Regions from separate parts of the Mus musculus genome. Here all the other regions are linked to region 2. The links are chromatin contacts, called in public HiChIP or PLAC-seq maps. All regions are on one chromosome and are shown on one strand. The core of a region is the stretch at or near the end of the contact, and the rest is flanking DNA. Distances in the headings are between cores, read along the strand shown.

The links. HiChIP or PLAC-seq counts read pairs in DNA pulled down with a chosen protein or histone mark.
Region 1: a FOXA1 HiChIP or PLAC-seq map of pancreatic cancer cells shows a contact between it and region 2. The contact joins two enhancer-like sites. A contact is called at or near these places in 2 of 484 Hi-C or Micro-C datasets (cerebral cortex and cortical neurons) and 5 of 115 datasets of contacts at active chromatin or transcription factors (bone marrow-derived dendritic cells, differentiating embryonic stem cells, embryonic hindbrain and 2 more).
Region 3: an HNF4G HiChIP or PLAC-seq map of pancreatic cancer cells shows a contact between it and region 2. The contact joins two enhancer-like sites. A contact is called at or near these places in 2 of 484 Hi-C or Micro-C datasets (CD4 T cells and nephron progenitors), 9 of 115 datasets of contacts at active chromatin or transcription factors (differentiating embryonic stem cells, embryonic basal ganglia, embryonic limb bud and 6 more) and 1 of 9 other capture datasets (embryonic stem cells).
Region 4: a contact with region 2 is called in a FOXA1 HiChIP or PLAC-seq map of pancreatic cancer cells. The contact joins two enhancer-like sites. A contact is called at or near these places in 2 of 39 promoter capture datasets (cranial neural crest and second pharyngeal arch cranial neural crest) and 8 of 115 datasets of contacts at active chromatin or transcription factors (bone marrow-derived macrophages, effector CD8 T cells, embryonic basal ganglia and 5 more).

The regions. Positions count from the first base shown.
Region 1 is chr5:103,731,204-103,733,903 of GRCm38.p6, forward strand. It overlaps a transcript of Aff1 not described here. Among named protein-coding and RNA genes, the nearest start is that of Aff1, 22 kb to the right of the region's middle. Within about 2 kb of position 1,263, at least 61 of the 459 cell types and tissues checked have an H3K27ac peak or open chromatin away from gene starts, as enhancers often do. A contact at or near this core is called in pancreatic cancer cells, where this site is marked.
Region 2 is chr5:103,365,841-103,368,673 of GRCm38.p6, forward strand. No RefSeq gene overlaps it. Among named protein-coding and RNA genes, the nearest start is that of Gm30443, 7.3 kb to the left of the region's middle. Within about 2 kb of position 1,446, at least 53 of the 459 cell types and tissues checked have an H3K27ac peak or open chromatin away from gene starts, as enhancers often do. A contact at or near this core is called in pancreatic cancer cells, where this site is marked.
Region 3 is chr5:103,773,413-103,776,134 of GRCm38.p6, forward strand. All of the region lies in intron 1 of Aff1 (AF4/FMR2 family, member 1), which reads left to right. Among named protein-coding and RNA genes, the nearest start is that of Aff1, 21 kb to the left of the region's middle. Within about 2 kb of position 1,464, at least 209 of the 459 cell types and tissues checked have an H3K27ac peak or open chromatin away from gene starts, as enhancers often do. A contact at or near this core is called in pancreatic cancer cells, where this site is marked.
Region 4 is chr5:103,696,953-103,699,652 of GRCm38.p6, forward strand. It overlaps a transcript of Aff1 not described here. Among named protein-coding and RNA genes, the nearest start is that of Gm25721, 40 kb to the left of the region's middle. Within about 2 kb of position 1,404, at least 67 of the 459 cell types and tissues checked have an H3K27ac peak or open chromatin away from gene starts, as enhancers often do. A contact at or near this core is called in pancreatic cancer cells, where this site is marked.

The DNA of each region.
Region 1 (2,700 bases), core at 13-2,512, 370 kb after region 2:
GGAGGAGGAGGAGATCATGTGTGTTGTGCTGGGTCTGATATGGGACCATGGTCACCTGCTTTGTTCCTCCCATAGTTTGCAGTATCTCTGACTCAGCCATAGCGTGTGTGTGAAACCTAACATCTTGATGGGAGGGTGAAGTCTTGGCCTAAGTCATCCTTCCTTCAGTGAAAGACAGATCAGTCCTTCAGCAGAAGAGTGGATTCTGGGAACATGGCTCAGCAGTTGAGAACACTCGCTGCTCTTTCAGAATCAAGAGTTCGGTTCCCAGAGCCCACACCAGGTCATAACTGCCTGGAACACCAACTCCAAAAGGATGCACCATCTCCGGCCTCCATAGACTGCACTCACGCAGGCAAACAGTCATGCATACATGGGTTCTTTTCCTTTAAAAGGGGCTATGGTTAGAATGTAGCTGGGTTAGCAGAGTGCCTGTCTCAAATGCACACAGCCCTGAGTTTCATTCCTAACATTGTATAAACTGGGTGTGGTGGTTCTCCTGGGGTGGTAGCAGGAGCCACAGGCCATTCTCTGCTAGTTCTGGGCTGGCCTGGGATTCCTGGGGTTCTTATAGGTAAATATTTAAGATCACACCCTGTGCTTGAAAGTCTACAAATTGAAAATGAAAGGATCCTATTTTTTACCAGAAACAAGATAATTTTTATCCACCAGGTGTGATGATGCACCCTTTTAAACACTGCATCCAGGAGGCAGAGGCAGGGGGAATCTATGAAAATAAGTTTCAGGATAGCCAGGGCTACACTGGGAAATTTTATCTTGAAAAACAAGCAAAACAAATATTATTTCATTCTAGATAAACGTGTGGGTTTGGGAGTAGAGTCATTCAAGTTGTTCAATATAATAACCCCTCCCCCATTTATATATTCAAAGTCAATAATTGTATGTTTTTAAGCTGTGGCTAGAGATTTGCTTCATAGGTAAATTTATGATGCTACTCAACTAAATATTATTACACTGGGTTCCATTTCCAGTGCCAAGTGCACATCTATACATCAACATGTGCGCACACATTCACAGATGTTATTTAATAAATGTCAAAGGCTAAGTGGTTATTCTTCTACTCCCTTTAGAAAATGGGAATGTTATTCAGTTACTGTATTGTCACTGATAAAACCCCAAAGGAGAAGCTTGTTTCAGCTCTTGATCGCAGAGGTTTCACCGCATGGTGGTTTGACCCTTATGACAGTCATGGTTGGTTCATTATGTACACATAGGAGACTTACTCACCCCATGTTGGCTGGAAATCCAACAGAGGGGGTGAGGGAGAGGCAGATGGAGACTTGATCCAATATCCCCTTTAAGGGCACACCCAGGGACCTTCCCAACTTTAGGTCCCATTTCGTAAAAGTGCTACCACCTCTCAGTAGCTCTGCAGGTGGGGTAGAGTGTCACATGGGCAAGGAAGCAGCAAACTGTGAGACTAGAGATCGCATTGAGGAAGGGACCCCAGGTCCCTGGGCCCAGGGTTGGTAGGGCATCGAGGGTCTGTAGGAGAATTGTTAACAGGACATGGAGGCCACTAGATTGATTCCAGAGAGGCAACATGTCTGAGCATGCCTTGGCTGTCTTAGGCCGTGGGGAAACCCCCTTTCAGTGTATGGGAGTCATACTTCCCTCTGACTTTACAGAGAAAACAGAAGTAGAAGAAGGAAACCATTCCAGGGTTGGGGCTGGTTCTGTGTTCCCGGAGGTCACTCTTGTGTTTTGTAAAAGGGTGGGAAAGAGCACCTTAGCAGCCTGGCCAAGGTGTTCTAAGGAATGACCACCATGCTGGAAGCTTATTGGGGGAGTGGAAGGGGAGTTGGAAAACAGGCAGAACCAGAGAAATGTAAGGGGGTGGGTACAGAGAAGGACAGAAAGAGAGAGAGAGAAGAAAAGAACATCTGGAAATATGTGGGAACAAAGAGAGAGAGAGAGAGAGAGAGAGAGAGAGAGAGAGAGAGAGAGACAGACATAGATTTAGAAGAACAGTCTTCTTTTATGCCTAACTTGTGGCTAGAACCTGGTAGTCAGAGAGGCAAGCCGTTGCTAGGTAACTAATGAGCAGAGTCTAGAGGAATTGCCAACATTCCTCCATTTTTGTTTAATTAAAAATGAAATAGGGGCTGGAGAGATGGCTCAACAGTTAAGAAGAAAACTGATCTTGGGGGCTGGAGAGATGGCTCAGTGGTTAAGAGCACCGACTGCTCTTCCAAAGGTCCGGAGTTCAAATCCCAGCAACCACATGGTGGCTCACAATCATCCATAATGAGATCTGACACCCACTTCTGGTGCATCTGAAGACAACTACAGTGTACTTAGATATAATAATAAATAAATCTTAAAAAAAAAAAAAAGAAAGAAAGAAAACCGATCTTTCAGAGGTCTTGAGTTCAATTCCCAGCAACCACATTGGTGGTTCACAACCATCTGTAATGGGATCTGATGCCCTCTTCAGGCACACAGCTGTACATTCAGGCCGGGCACTCATATACATAAAATAAACTACAAAGGGGTGATTGGTGGGGCAGGAATGGAGTGTGCTCTTTAATTGTTTCCTGCTGATTTTGGGGCAACAGTTGTCTTAGGGAAACCTAAGAAAATTGGAATGTTGGTTAAATCCTGGAAGAGAGTTGGCTGTTTCATTGCTGTCCAGGGTCTGTGGGACCATCTACAGCTAGGAAAGTGCTGGCCCACTAG
Region 2 (2,833 bases), core at 196-2,695:
GCAGCAGTGGTTACCTGAGGCTGGTGGGGAGGTGAGAGGGGAGGGTTTAGTTTCACCACAGGAAGAAGACTGTTCTGGAAACAGCAAGCAACAAGGGTCACACAACAGTATAGGGTGGAATGCCGCCGAACTGCATACATAAACATGGTTAACGTGGTAAGCTTTGTTATGAGTAGTTTATCACGAAAATAGATTCAAAGCTACAGTACAGTTTAGTGCAAAGCTAACGTGGCCGCCTCCATCTGTTCTGGGATAACTCACTCTCGGGCTCAATCTCTCCCACCCCGAGCTTCCCCAATTACTCTGAGCATACCTTCACTCTTCCTTGTTCTTGGCTACTTTGTGGCCTGGCTGTGGATGTTTCTTTAAAATCGAGTGTTTGAGCAGTGGGAGCCAAGAGTTGCTAAATAAATATATTTTACCAAAGTATTGCTCCCTTCTCATGGTCCTGCTGTTTGGTTTTCCCACCTCTGTGGACTCCACACCCACAGACTCAGCCTCACGTTCTCTCTAACTAGAGATCGTGGAAACTAACCTCCCTGCTCTCTCCCTGTTCCAGGGAGGCCCGATTCGATCCCGCAGCCTGGAAGCAGGAGTCTGATACCATACAGCTCCCAAGGCTCTGCATTCATTATTACTCCACTTTCCCGCTGAATAATATTGCCTTCGTTACCTACCTCGCCAGAACGCACAAACAGTGAGATATCTTTCTGCTCTTCCCAGTGACTTCGACTGTGTACGCCATGCTTGTTTCAGATACAGTCAGGAGTTACTGGGGTATTTTAGGGATCACACTATCATTACCAATCAAGGGGGTGGTGGTGTGTTTTAGAAAAAGAAAGGAAGCCAGGGATGTGTTTGGTGGAGGCGAGGTATGGTGTGGGGGGAGGGGTGTGTCTCTTCAGGCCATGTAGAAGCATCCCTTTCTGCTGAGGGACAGGCCATGGTATAGAATAGAATAGTTTATTTAGGGCAGGGGGGGGGGGGAATTGAGAGAGTAGAGACAGAAAAAGGCAGAGAGAGAGAGAAATAGAGAGAGGGAGGAAGGGAGGAGGAGGGGGGGAGGAGGAAGAGGAAGAGGAGGGAAGTTGGGAGGGGAGGGGAGTAGAAACCGGCCATGAGCACATGGAGAGAAAGTGGGGAGAGGAAAGGGGAAAGAGGAGGAAGAGGGTACGGGATCAAAAGCAAGAGGAGAAGAGCAAGAGAGGGGGTGGGCAAGCAGCCCCTTTTATGGTGAGTCAGGCATACCTGGCTGTTACCAGGTAACTATGGGGCAGAGCCTAGAGGAAATGTCTACAGGTGGTAGTTTTTAAGTTAACCACAAAACCTCTTCAAATGCAAATGTATCACTTTTTCTTTTGTTTACCTGAGTTCTAACAAACTGTATGTGCACTGTTCTGGGAATCCATGAGTCCCAGGGCAGAAACGTCAAGATGTGTAAGACCCAGAAACGTCATCTAATGCAAATTTGAGCATGCCCGCTCACTGTACTGAAAGTGTCCACAATGACATCATCTGAGTACCATTCTTTAACCCCATGATTCACATACCTGCCCCTGAGGCAGCTTCGTAAATATCCCCAGCAAGGAAGTGCACCGTGGGCTCCCTAGACCGGGTCATACCATTGATCACCGTTTTGGAAACGAAGTGAACTCCTCCGGCCCAAATCTTCCGGGACTGGAATCCATTATGATAACACATTGGAATGCCACCGCCCAATTAAAGGAAATGCGGTTTCCTCAAAGAAACTTCTCAGAATTGGAGCAGGATGGATGTAATATGAACCCAGTGCTTCCTGTAGTATCAAAAAGCTTAGTCAAAGGGACAGGAGCACAACAGAGGAGCACAGAAGTCCACCTGAGAGGGCTTGCAGTGGCTAAGGCTGGGCTAATTAGGGTGGTAACAGAGACAGCAATTCAGTAGGTTATCAGCCGGTATTTAAATAATTACCTGTGAGCTCATAGTGTTATAAGTGAATAGGTAGGGAAAGGCAGAGTGAATTCCACTTGGTAAATTCTTGGTCTTCCAGGAAGGTGGAGGTTAATTCCCCCCGCAGGCCCCCTCCTGCTTCAGTGGCCTGTTTCCAGAGAATGTAACCAGAAGCATTGAGACTTCACTAAGAAGAAATCTGGCAAGCAACAGGGGAGACTCACATCATCAACACGAGCTTGTTGGATGCCCGTATACCTGAGAGGCTGTGAGGGAAGGTGCTTCTTTCTAGAACGTTCTAATCACAAAAAGATCAGGTATCCCCAGTTCAGAGGACTTTTCTACAAAAGACCTATCCAGCTCAGTGCCTCACAGACAAGCTAGGAACCAGGACAGACCAATGGACAGGACAACTTACCATAATGCCATGTTCCAGCTTGGGTCTTAGGATAGAAAAAAAAAAAAAAAAAAAGGTATTGCTGGGGGGTGGGGGGAGTGGCGAAAAACAAAGACAAAAACAACAACAAACCTAGTGAAATCTAGATCTGAAATTTAGTTAATTGTGACAGGGTTTCTCTGTAGAGCCCTGGCTGTCCTGGAACTCACTCTGTAGAGCAGGTTGGCCTCAAACTCAGAAATCTGCCTGCCTCTGCCTCCCAACTGCTGGGATTAAAGGCATGCGCCACCACTGCCCAGCTATGGCTTGCACACTTAAAGGACTTTTAATCCCAGCACTTGGCAGGCAGATTTCTGAGTTCCAGGACAGCCTGGTCTACTGAGTGAGTTCCAGGGCAGCCTGGGGTACACAGAGAAACCTTGTCTCAAAATACAAAACAAAACAATTAAAAAAAAAAAAAAAAAAAAAAAAAAAAAAGCATGAACTCAGAGTTCTGTGTTGCAAGGA
Region 3 (2,722 bases), core at 214-2,713, 410 kb after region 2:
GCTGAGGCTGTGCTAGTAAGCTGGCTTCACTTCACACAGTCTCCTTATTGGACGAGATGCAATGGGTTTTCTGGAATGTGTGCTGGAAGTTCATTTTTTGGGAGGGACTCTTCCTTTGGATTGCCAATTCCTGTGTGTTCAGTGCTGATGTACAGGAGGGACTGCCTTCTGCTTGCTGTTAATGTTTGTAGTTATCTGGAACTAACTATCAAGTGATAGTTTTAAAAATACTTAGGCTTGGCAGTATCCCAGAGGCAATCAGAGCTCTGTGAGTTCAAGGCCAGCCTGGTGTATATAAGGAGTTCAAGGCCAGGATGGACTGTATCAAGTGACCGTGTCTCAAAAACAAAACAAAACAAAACCAAAAAATACCCCCGCTTAATGTTTAGCATGTTTAATTTTTCTTATGGACTATAGAGCTATTTTTAAAACAACAATAACACTAACTTGCTTCTGAATGATGTCTTGTGAGGAAAAATGTTCATCTGGTCACCCAGTCACTATCTAGTTCAGAGTTGAATGATTTTGAATCATTTGAATGAATTTGGGAATACATTTGTTTGTTTGTTTGTTTGTTTGTTTTCTTTTTTCCTGTTTGGTACTTGAATATCAGCCGATGCATTAAACAGTACAAGAATGGTTTACTACTGCCTGTTTTATCAAAATTATGTCGTGAAAGTGCATCTTTTCAAAATAGATGTGTTGTGTTCATGGAAGCGAACTCATTTTCAACCAAGCACAGAGCAGGTTTGTGGCAGTTTGCCCTCCCCGGTGTCTGGGTAGCCTAGGGAGTTAGAGCTGGATTGAGAATTACAGGATCCCCGAGTAGATAAGGTGACCGTGGATAAGTTATCTTTGGATAGTAACTGAAAGAGATGAAGCATGGTGCAGAGCTAGAGAGCCTCTTGTGAGGTGAGCCACATGCAGTTCTAGACCGTGAGATAGCAGTGAGAAAGAAGAGAGACAGCCCCAGGCCCAGGCCCAGGCCCAGTGTCCATTTAGCCCTAAACATAACATTCATCTGTCTTTCTATCAGTTTGCTGTCCGTCCATCCATCCATCTATCTATCCATCATGTATAGTGTGTAGGTCTACACATGCCACATGCCACAGCACCAAATGGAGGTCTGAGGAGAGGTCACAGGGATCTCTCCTCCAACCGACATGTGACTTCCCAGGGTCCTCATGTCTGACAAGTGTCCTTTTGTGCAGATCACTCTCTCTACCCCAGCATAACACATAAACATTATCCCCAGTCTGTTGATTTAAAAATAAGTATATATTTGCTATCATATCTTACCCAAACATCTTTTCCCCCTTCCCCTCTCTGTCCAGCACAGTTTTATGATGAATTCACGGTTGTGGTAAAGTAAGCTGCTAACTTCCTCCCAGTGTTCCCTGAGCACATGGAGTTAGTTACTCAGCGGCTCTCCTGGAGCCTCTGGGAAGGGATGATGTCAGCATCCTTGAGGCTTTGAGTCATTTCATGGGCAGAACGATCTGCTGGCAAGATCCATTTTAGGTATCAGACAGTGAATCACGGTTTGTCATCTTCCAGAGCGGCAGAATTCTACAGAATTCTTAGTGGCTGACGGGTGTCTGCATATAATCACTTCAGTCAGATCTGATGGGGTAAGTGGCACTTGGGTGAGCACAGTGCTAGGAATGGCTCCCTCAGGAGGGATCTGTGTCCTCCAAGAGCTTCTAGGATAAGAAGACAACCCTAGGCACGTCTAGAGTCTGTCTAGATTAGATAGCTGTCCACACAACGGGAATGTAGCCTGATAATGACAATGGAGAGAGCTTAGACTTGAGCTCTCCTGCCTCCTGGCTCTTGAGCACTGCTTGGAGAGGTGACGTGAGGATCCGGGAGACTGGGTGCTCAGATTCTCACAGGAGGTCATGTTTGCTGCCACCGCCCTCCCTCTGCAGCTGCAAACCCTGTAGGAGGCTTGGGCCTGGGTGGGTGGGTGTGGGGGTGATGAATAAGATCAGATTTAGGAGTTTAAAAGATCTGGGAGGCAGCTCTTCGGAGGTGGAGAGCCCAGGAGAGCAGCTGGTTGGCTCTACACCCCAGTGCCGAAGTACATACAGTACCTCACTTGCATATCGGGTTCAGCGTTCCAGCGTTATTAACTTGCTTCTCCAGAGATGAAAAGCGATGAACTAAATGCAGTAAGTGTTTAAAAATAATAGACCCAAAGGTCGCGTGCCTACATTCTTCTGTCTTAGCTGTGACCACAGGCCAGACTCTTTTTTCAGCTCATGACTGTAAGGAGGCCAAGTTTAGCCAGCCTCATTGTCTTCTAGGCCTGTGATACTGTGCCCTTCATGCGCAATTGAGTAGTGCGGAGAATGATATAGTCACGTGGCGCCAGGGTTCTGGTTGTTCCTGGGAAGCCAACGGTGCTGTCCACCCCTAAGTGAATGAACAATGTCATTTTGATGGAGAAAGGGAGTGTTAGGAGGGCAGGGGCAGATTTTCCTTCCTTCCTTTCTTCCTTCCTTCCTTCCTTCCTTCCTTCCTTCCTTCCTTCTTTTTGTTGTTATTGAGATAGGGTTTCACTGTGTGTCCCTTGCTGTCCTGGAACTCCTTAGACAAGGCTGGCCTCTGGAACTCAGAGATCCACCTGCCTCTGATGGAATCAAAGGCATGTGCCAAGACCGCTTAGTTCAAGATGGCAGGTTTTTAATCTTCAAGGGAGGGGGTGTTCTTTGTAATG
Region 4 (2,700 bases), core at 154-2,653, 330 kb after region 2:
CTTCTTCATCTTCTTCATCTTCCTCCTCCTCCTCCTCCTCCTCCTCCTCCTCCTCCTCCTCCTCCTCCTCCTCCAAGCGGGAGCTGCCATGTGGTTGTTGGGGATTAAACTCCATACCTCTAAAAAGAACAGCCAGTGCTCTTAACCACTGAGCCATCTCGACAGCCCTAAGAACAGGATCTTACTGTGTAACCCTGGCTGGCCCGGAATGGCTTTTTGTTTTATTAATGACTATCTGTGTGTGCATATATGTGGTATATATGCATGTATAGATGTGAGTGTGAGCACCTGCATGTGTTCATATACAGGCCAGAAGAGGATATCAAGTGTCCTATTCTACTACTCCCTGCCTTATTCCCTGGAGGCCAGGGTCTACCCCTGACTCTGGAGCTAGGCTGGCGTCTGACAGGCTCGAGCAGCCCTTTTGTCTGTATCCCTCACAGGGCTGGGATCACAGCACCGCTGAGTCCACGCTTGGCTTTTCTTGAGTTCGAGGGATTTGAAAGTTGGTCTTCATCCTTGTTCATTAATCCACCTTACCCACTAAGCCATCTCCACCCCCATCCTCACTCCCATTTTTTAAGATCGGGTTTCGTGTAGCTGGCCACAAACTCTGTACGTAGGCGAGGATGACATTGGATTTCTGATTATCAGCCTTTAACCCCAAGTACAGCCCTGGGCTACCATGTCTGGCAAGTGAACCATGGACCTGGTGCATGCTAGGTAAGAACTCTATCACAAAGCTGAGCTGTGCCTGCAGCCCTCTGCAGCACCCCACAGCCCCTGCAGCCCTCCCCGCAGCCCTCTGCAGCCCCCCGACCCCCCTGCAGCCCCTGCAGCCCTCCCTGTAGTCCCTGAAGCCCTCCCGGCAACCCTCCCCAACCCTCTGCAGCCCCTGCAGCCCCTACCCCCCATCCCCTCAACTCATTGTGTTTACGTTGTATCATTGCAGAATTGACTATGGCCAGGGTTGCTAATAGGAGCTCCTCTTTCTCAGGCTTCAGGACAGCTCTCCTTTAGTAGTATTCTCCAGGGAAGAAAGTCAGCTGATGTTCTGAAATTAACTGGCCCATTTTAAATATGACTAAGTGTTTTTTTTTTTTTTTTGATAGAGTGACTTTTTCCTACTGAAAGAGCTTTGTGACAAGCAGAGCCTGAAGGGAGCTAACATTATGAAATACCTTGTTCACTCCTGATACTTCTTGAATAGAAAGCATCTTCTGTGTGCCAGACAGTGATCTAAGCATGACATTGGGGTAAAACCCTGATCCTCCAAGAACAATCAGGTACACTCCCAGGGAGCATGTCTGTGCTTACTTCCCGTGACCTACCGCGCACACCTAATTGTAGCTCTCAGTTGAGTTCGTTTTCCCCTTTAAAGTCAGGAAATTGGGCTGAAGTTGAATAACTCTCCTCTGACTCAAAGCCTGGTGCACTTTCTAGCATGGTACACTCTGTTGGCTATGTTGATATGTGGTTTCCTGTTTTTCAAGAATTACAGCTTGACTTAAAATATAAATAGTATTTCTCCTTGGCTAAGTAATTCTCATCACAACTATGGTGTAAGCATTTTCTTCTAGCATCCCAGATATATATTTATATGTCCACAATATATACTATGCACATGGAAAACATTAAGTCAACCCATTTAACAGACAAGTTGTATTGATCTGTACCGAGGATCTTAGCTAGACCAGTAGTACAGATTTGTAACTCCAGATGTTCAGAAAACAGAGACAGGAGGATCACAAGTTCAAAGGTAAGAGCTGGAGAGATGGTTTAGTGGTTATGAGCACTGACTGATCTCACAAATGACCCAGGTTCAATTACTAGCTCCCACGTGGTTGCTTACAATGCAGTTTCAGGGGATCCAAAACCCTTTTCTGGCCTCCGAGGACATGGCAAGGACACCTGCACAGACACACGCATGCAAAGCAAATACACACATAAAATAAAAACTAATTGGATCTCAAAAAAAGAGAGACAAGTTTAAGGGTAGCCTTACCAAGTTACTTGTTAAGACTTTTATTATTATTATTATTATTATTTATTATTATACTGCTAGGCATTGTGGTACAGATCTTTAATCTCAGGACTTGAGAGCCATAGGCAGATGAGTCCTTGTGAGTTCAAAGCCAGCCTGGACTATATAGTGAGATCCTGTCTTATGAAAACCACACAAATAATAAATCAAACAAAAAGGGCTGAGTATATAGTATTGTAAAAGATGAGGCCACTTTCCTGGAGTTGTGGAGTAGAGACAGGCTTCCTGCCTACCTACTTATCAAGTAAGAGACCTAGTCTCGAAAACAAGGTGGATGACTCCTGAGGGACCACTCCCAAAGGTATCCTCTGGCCTCTGCACCTTACAAACTGCCTTTTTTTTTTTTTTTCTTTTGTTTTTTTGAGACAGGGTTTCTCTGTGTAGCCCTGGCTGTTCTGGAACTCACTCCATAGACCAGGCTGGCCTCGAACTCAGAAATCCGCCCGCCTCTGCCTCCCAAGTGCTGGGATTAAAGGCGTGCACCACCACTGCCCGACTATAAACTGCCTTCTTTAATTTAGAAAAAAACCCTTTCGAGAATTTATGGAAGCTGTATTTGTGGGTTTCAAGAATTCATGCCTTGTAAAGTCCTCCTCCCCATACCATTGCCTACAGCCTGGGAGATAAGTTGGGTGTGTGTGTGTTGATGCAGTCAT